Regions from separate parts of the Sus scrofa genome. Here region 2 is linked to region 1. A link is a contact called in public promoter capture Hi-C data. All regions are on one chromosome and are shown on one strand. Each heading gives the region's core, a stretch centred on a gene start, on an enhancer-like site or on the middle of the called end of the contact. The rest is flanking DNA. Distances are from core to core; before and after follow the strand shown. Region 1 has its middle 39 kb from the start of SLC19A3. Region 2 has its middle 35 kb from the start of SLC19A3.

The links. Promoter capture Hi-C pulls out the DNA fragments that hold promoters and counts their contacts.
Region 2: a contact with region 1 is called in a promoter capture Hi-C map of liver, with 6 times the contacts expected there. The contact joins two enhancer-like sites. A contact is called at or near these places in 1 of 5 promoter capture datasets (liver) and 18 of 47 Hi-C or Micro-C datasets (alveolar macrophages, brain, embryonic fibroblasts and 11 more).

What each region holds. Positions count from the first base shown.
Region 1 is chr15:129,055,522-129,059,016 of Sscrofa11.1, reverse strand. No RefSeq gene overlaps it. Among named protein-coding and RNA genes, the nearest start is that of SLC19A3, 39 kb to the left of the region's middle. Within about 2 kb of position 1,921, at least 11 of the 83 cell types and tissues checked have an H3K27ac peak or open chromatin away from gene starts, as enhancers often do. A contact at or near this core is called in fetal liver and liver, where this site is marked.
Region 2 is chr15:129,129,324-129,132,818 of Sscrofa11.1, reverse strand. No RefSeq gene overlaps it. Among named protein-coding and RNA genes, the nearest start is that of SLC19A3, 35 kb to the right of the region's middle. Within about 2 kb of position 1,903, at least 11 of the 83 cell types and tissues checked have an H3K27ac peak or open chromatin away from gene starts, as enhancers often do. A contact at or near this core is called in fetal liver and liver, where this site is marked.

The DNA of each region.
Region 1 (3,495 bases), core at 672-3,171:
GGAAGAATTAAGGAAAAAATGGCAGCTACCAGCAGTGTTACTTTTATGTGCTGTTGATAATAGGTGTTGGGAAGAATTGATTTGGTTCTGATGGAGAATTGCATACTTGCGGTATAAATTGAACACTCAGAATCTCAGGAAATGTGAACAGACAGGGACAACCAGACTGAATTATGTTGCTAGAAGCCATATTTATAGGTGGTTGTTTAAAGTAAAAACTGTTAGAAGAGTTATATTTTACTACCCAGGAACTGTTAGAACTGTTAGAAGTGCTATATTTTACCACCCAGGAACTTCCAGTAGCTATGGAGGTGGTAGAAGTCTTTTGTGGTCTCAAGAATATCAGATACCCAGCAATCCCACTCCCGGGCATCTATCTGAAGAAAACCATAATTTAAAAAGTTATATACCTCCTGATGTTCAATGTAGCACTATTTACAATAGCCAAGACATAGAAGCAACCTAAATGTCCATCAACAGAGGAATGGATAAAGTAGATGTGGTACATATTTACAATAGAATATAACTCAGCCATAAAAAAAAGAAGTGCCATATTGCAGCAACATGGATGGACCTAGAAATTATCATATTGAGTAGAGTTAGATGGTGAAAGACAAACATCATATGATACTACTTATATGTAGAATCTTAAAAAAGGATACAAATGAATTTTTTTGCAGAACAGAAACAGACTCACAGACTTTGAAAAATGTGTAGTTGCCAAAGGTACAGGTGCTGGGAAGAGAGATGGACTGGGATTTGGGATTGACATATGCGCACTGAGATATATGAAACGATTGGCCAATGGGGACCTGCTGTATAGCAGAGAACTCTACCCAAAATTCTGTGATAATCTATGTGGAAAAGAATCTAAAAGAGTATGGGTGTATGTATGTATGTAGCTGAATCATTTTGTTGTACAGAAGAAATTATCTCAACATTGTAAATCAACTATACTCCAATAAATTTCTTCTTTTTTTTTTTCAGGGCTGCACCTGTAGCATATAGAGTTTCCCAGGCTAGGGGTCAAATCAGAGCCATAGCCACTGGCCTATGCCACAGCCACAGCAAAGCCAGATCTGAGCCACATCTGCACCCATACCACAGCTCCTGGCAATGCTGGATCCTTAACACACTGAACAAGGCCAGGGATCAAACCTGCATCCTCATGGATACTAGTCAGATTCATTTCTGCTGAGCCACGATGGGAACTCCAATAAAATTTTTTAAAATGAAAAAAGCCATTCGAATTTTTTTTTTAAAAGAATGTCAGATACTCATGTGTGTATCTCTTTCACTCGGTGTAGCCCTCGCATAGCACTTGGGGCAGCACTAAACCAGGACAGCATGCAGACTTGACCCTCAGGTGGTCTCTTTCTGGCAAAGCCATCTGGACAGGTGGGCCAGAATGGTCCTCCGTTTGAGGGTGGGGCACATCAGAATCAGGAGACTCATGGAGTAGCAACTGAAAATTGCACAGAGAAGATTTTGGAACCTCCTCTTGGAAAGGCATTCCAGGATCTGCATGAAAGGTGGGAGAAAGCCCTAAGTAGTTTTAACAAACTCACTCCCTTCCTTTGTGAATGGCCACTGTGGTATATACCTCAGGGTTGCCTTTTGGACACTGGGGCCAAAGGAGAGGGTGAAATGCAGTATTCCCCGGTCCACTGCCCCAAACTGTGACCACTCCATCAGTAAAACCAAGGGTGGGTAAATATGCAGATTCTTGGACTTCAAACCTTATCTATCCAATCAGAAACTGCAGAAATGAGAACAGAACTTTTATATTTTTACCAAGTTCCCCAAGTAAATTAACGCTACAAGCTATTCATTACAATCTTGGTAAACAGCCTGAGTATGAGACGATCAAAGGGCAAGGCAGGCACATAAATGAATCAACTGGGACAGCCACTCAAACACTGGAAAAAAAGTGGAGTTGGCAGAGGCATTGCAGAGGCAGGATTCCAGGCCCAGAAGCCTCCCAGCATATCTCAGAGCTGAGGTTGAAGGTCAAAGCCAACAAAGTTGTTTCTTACCAAAGAATTCTAATAACCGCTGGAAACCTCAGCTCTCTTCTACAACCCTGGACTCTGGCCTCTCTGCCCATCCTTCCAAGAACAAAGGTCTCTGGCTGTTCTGAGTAAATGGTCTCCCTGTCACTTCCCCCTGGAAGAAGCACCTGCATCGGGCACAGTAGAAATGGTCAAGGGTCTGGAGGAATACAGACTAAGGAACCTGTGAACATCCCCACAGGTCAGCAACGAGCCCTCCACCCCTCCTTGGGCCACCACTCATTGTTTTTGTCTGCTAAGACCAGGGTCTGGACCATAGAACACCCATATACTCGTGGAGGCAGGTAAACAGTTTCTAGTTATAAAATGGGAGGAAGGAAAAGGGGGAAGAAGGAAAAAATAGAATCAAAACTATATTGAGCAATAACTTTATGCCACATAGTGTGTTAGATTCCTTATATTCATGGATCGCATTTAATCTTCACAGCCTTACTCTGAAGCCTATATTATGATCCCTACTTTATAAAGTGAGGCAAAGGGGGCTCAGTAGACTTTCCATTCATTCAAAAAATAGTTATTAAACCCATAGTCTATCAGACCCTTTTCTAGGCACTGGGGATATACTTGCAATCGACAGTAACATACTTGAACTCCGATGTCATGAAGTGTACAGCCTAAGGGAAAACTCAGTTATTAATCCAACAGACACAACAATGAATGTAAAATCAACAACTAAGAAATGGGCTCTGTAAAAATCCCAAAGCATGATCAAAACACGTACAGGCAATGGAGTTTAGGGCATTGGTATAATGATTGTAGAAATAATTAGGGAAATAAAGAAGGAAAGGAGAAGCCTGGGAGACTGGAATAAGAATAGAGATGATTTGGTGAAGAATGGTGCAGTGGAAGTTGTTGATCAAGTACTAACCAAGAAAAGATTGTTGTAATCAGAACAAGATGACTGAATTTCTTACTGGAGCAGGAATAGGGAGTGGCCAAGATAGTGGGTCATTGAGGTAGAATGAAAAAAATGGGTCTTTGGAAATGAGAAGATTGAGGAACCAGAAAGACAAGATGTATTTCATGTAGATATTGAAGGACTGTAAGTTAATGGCAAGACTTGGGATGAAGAGTTGTTGCCAAAGGGTTTGATGACTACCAAAAAGAGATCAGGCGGTCAGCAGATACCAGCAACTAGGAGAAGGTGGTCAGGTTAAATGAGTTTCCAAAATGAACATGTCACTGCTCTCCCAGGGGGTTGGGAGGCAGCAATGAAGAGCAAGGATAATATCAACTACCACACGCCTCAAATCACAGCTAGAAAATGACGAAGCTGGCATTTGAGCTCAAGAACCTGGAAAATCCTGGCAGCATTAGGGCTCTCCCTATTAACCAGGTGAAATAACTCCCATCTCCTTTCTTCCTCCAAATCATCTTCCTCCATGTCTGCCTGTTCTTGGCACATTTTCCCATTCAGCCCTTC
Region 2 (3,495 bases), core at 654-3,153, 74 kb before region 1:
GAAGCATGTGGAGGCACAGCCAGCTGAGCTGGTCCGTGGCAGGCAGGAGAGATCACTTCACCTCTTTGTCCCACTATTTATTAAATAGAAATCATTGAGAACTAAGACTGTAAAGAGAGCTGACAGCAGTCGTAACTCATTTACTCTGTTAGCAACGACCCACTGAGACTCCGTAACCCTCCTTCCCACTTCCTCATTTCGCATGAAAGCTCTTTCCAGGTTTCCCCTCTTATACAGAAGACCATAAAAATTAATGTCTTGTACCTGGGAGGAGTGCGAGGGGAGGAAAAAGGTTGCTATTTCTTGACCTGTGAGAAAAATGTGTATCTTCACTGGCCCCACCATCTACATTTCATTCCACCCACTTTTTCTCTTATTATTATAACTTTAAACAACAGCTCCCACGCCACCCCCGGCATAAGCAAATATTGTCCTTTTTCAAAACCAGGGGAGAAACGGAGGCAAGCAGTGTTCTGAAACCACAGAGCTTATTTCAAGCCCATGTGAGCTGGCTGTGCTGTACCCAGGCCATCTTGCTCGGTCTTTCACTGCATCCAGCGCACAAGAGTGTCTTTCTTGAGAATCTTCAACTGTTACTGTGTCAGCCTTCTAGACTTCAACCTGTGGTTCTTCCACTTGCCACTGATGCCCAAATGTTGCAAACTCTTCTGAAAGAGAGTTTTCCCCAAGGAAAGAAAGGAATGTGTGAAAGCCCACGTAAGCTTTCAAGGCGTCAAGAGTCTGTCAACTTCTAAAGGTAGTTTTCTCTCTGTCCATGTGTGTGTGTGTGTGTGTGTGTGTGTGTGTTTAATGGTTCTTAAGAAAATCATTCTCAACTGCCAGCACCAAGGAAGTTATCCGTCAGGGGACCTGCTTTACTTTCACTCAAATGGCAGCACAGAGGGATTTTAGGTGTCAAGACCAGATGCATCTTGTCAGGGCTGCTGACCTGTGTGTTCACACCCGTTGGCCTCAAATAACCTCATGGTGGGGAGAGGGATAAATTAGGGGGTTGGGATTGACAAAATCACACCATCACATATAAAATAGATAGGTAACAAGGACCTCCTCTATAGCACAGGGTAATCAACCCAAGACCGTGTAATAACCTATATGGGAAAAGAATCTGAAAAGGAACAGATAAAGGTATATGCCTGACTCATCTACTCTGCGGTATACCCGAAACGAACACAACTAAGTCAACCATCCTCCAATAAAATTTATTTTAAAATTTTATGGCAGGTGCAGCCATAAAAAGGAAATAAGTAAATAAACAAACAAACAAATAAATAAATAAACGCAATAACCTCATGGAACTTTCAGGACAGCAGCGCACACTCTCAAGGCGAGGTCTACACGGGCAGCCCTGCAGTCAGCGCAGCTCACTTCCCATTCCTCTGAGGGAGCAGGTGAAATGATCAGATGCTCGATGAGGCTGCAGTGCATCTCTGATAAAAGACAGAGCCTGGGTGATTCCCTTCACCGCCCTGGTGACCAAACTATACTGCAGGAAGAATGGGCTCTTTCTCCTCACATTCAGGGCATGTTTTCCAAAACAGCCTTCAGGGCGCTCATGATCCACTTTCCCAACCCCATCAGGAAGTTCTGAGACTCTTTGCTGAAGACCAGTTTTCCTTCCCAGCCTAGAAATACACAAAAATCTTCTCCCCAAGGAGAAGAAAAAGCTGAGCAGATTTATCATGTTCCCCGCTCATGGTGTCTGGACTGTAAGAGCCTTTGCACCTTGCAGCGTGCTGCTCCCACAGCCTGGGATGGCCCCAGCCCAGCCTTTTCAATTTTGGCTTCAAGGTCACCTCCTCCAGGTCACCTTCTCTGACCTCCCCAAGAGGAACAGCCAGGGCACACTTCTATTGTTGCACTTCCCACAAGGAACCACCAGGTGGCAGAACAGGGCTGTGTTTAAGAGCAGCTCGGGGGGGCCAAGCTGCCTAAATTCCACCACCAGCCTGTGCCAACTACCAGTTAAGTGACCTCGGGTAAATCGGCTACTGTCTGTGCCTCATTTTATTTGTCGGTAAGATGGAGGTAAAACAAAATCTGCCTCATAGAATCGTTGTGTGGATTATATGAGCTAAATGAAAAGTGTTCAGAAAGTCCCACATACTCAGTAAGAATATCTGTTAAATATTAATTATCTCTTGAGGTGTTGGTCTCTCCCCGTAGACTGGAATTAACAGTTCATGTTCAAACATGAGTAGAATAGAGTCCACTTCACAGAAGCCTCTTAATTCTATCCTGGGGGTTTCACATTTTCCAAATTATTGGCAAGTTTTCCTGCCCACCTCCCAACCCCTCCTTTCCTCTCCACCCTCCAGGATTTGCAAACACTTGTCTTTTATTTCCTCATCAGAGGGGACTTTTTGAGAAGAGTTCTAATCATGCCACTCCCCTGCTTCAATGTCCTATCTGGTTCACCCTTGCCCAGAGGGTAAAGTCTGACCTCCTCCACCCAGTTCACAAAGGTCCACTGGGGGTTCTGGATTAATTCTGGGGAGGTTTTAGGAAGAGGTCAAGTGAAGAGGAGAAGCCTGAGAAGGGAAGAGGTCAGCCCTGCCTGCCATAGACGCTGCAGGACTCCAGCCCCATCCGCCATCTGCATGCAACAGGAGGAGACAGAAGAATTGCCAGGCTGAGCCCTTGTCAGCCCACAAAAGCTCAGTGTTGTTGTTTTAAGCCACTAAGTCTCAGTGTGTTTTGTGATGCAACCGCAAATAATAGACACATTCATCCTTAATTACTAGTGGGTTTTTCTGAAGAAGACTCCCACCCTTACTGAAGGCTGACTATCCTGATTTTCCCTTTTTAATTTTATGGCCACACCTGAAGCAGATGGAAATATCAGGCCAGGGAGTGAATCCGAGCCACAGTTGCAACCTACACTGCAGCTGCGACCATGCCAGTTCCTGTAAACCCACTGTACCACGCTGGGGATTGAACTGTGTTTCTGTGGTGACCTGAGCCACTTCAGCCGGATTCTTAACCCACTTGGGCCACAGGGGGACCCCTGACTATTCTGAGTTTTGACTGAACAGGGCTGCCCCAGCTGTCGTATGTACAGTGCCCAGGGGAAAGCAGACATTTAAGCAGAGCCGATGTGTGTAGATCTGATATTAGCCTGACATTCTCCAGGGCAAGGACACGTGTGCTTCATCCTTCTCTGAGCTCAGGGCCTAAAAACAATCAGTGCCCATTGGATGTGTAATAAATTGAGCTGAACTTAACATAACTCCCTGAAGTTTGCCTCTAGGCTCAGAATTTCTAGTTTCTATGGAGATAAAGGAAAAATTGGTAACCTAATGATAATGCTTTCCATTCCAAAAAAGTCTTAAATTTCCCTCAGAAATTGATTGGCCAGGGGAGTTCCCGTCATGGCTCAGTGGTTAACAAATCCAACTAGGAACAATGAGGTTGCAGGTTCGATCCCTGGCCTTGCTCAGTGGGTTAAGGATCTGGTGTTGCCGTGAGCTGTGGTGT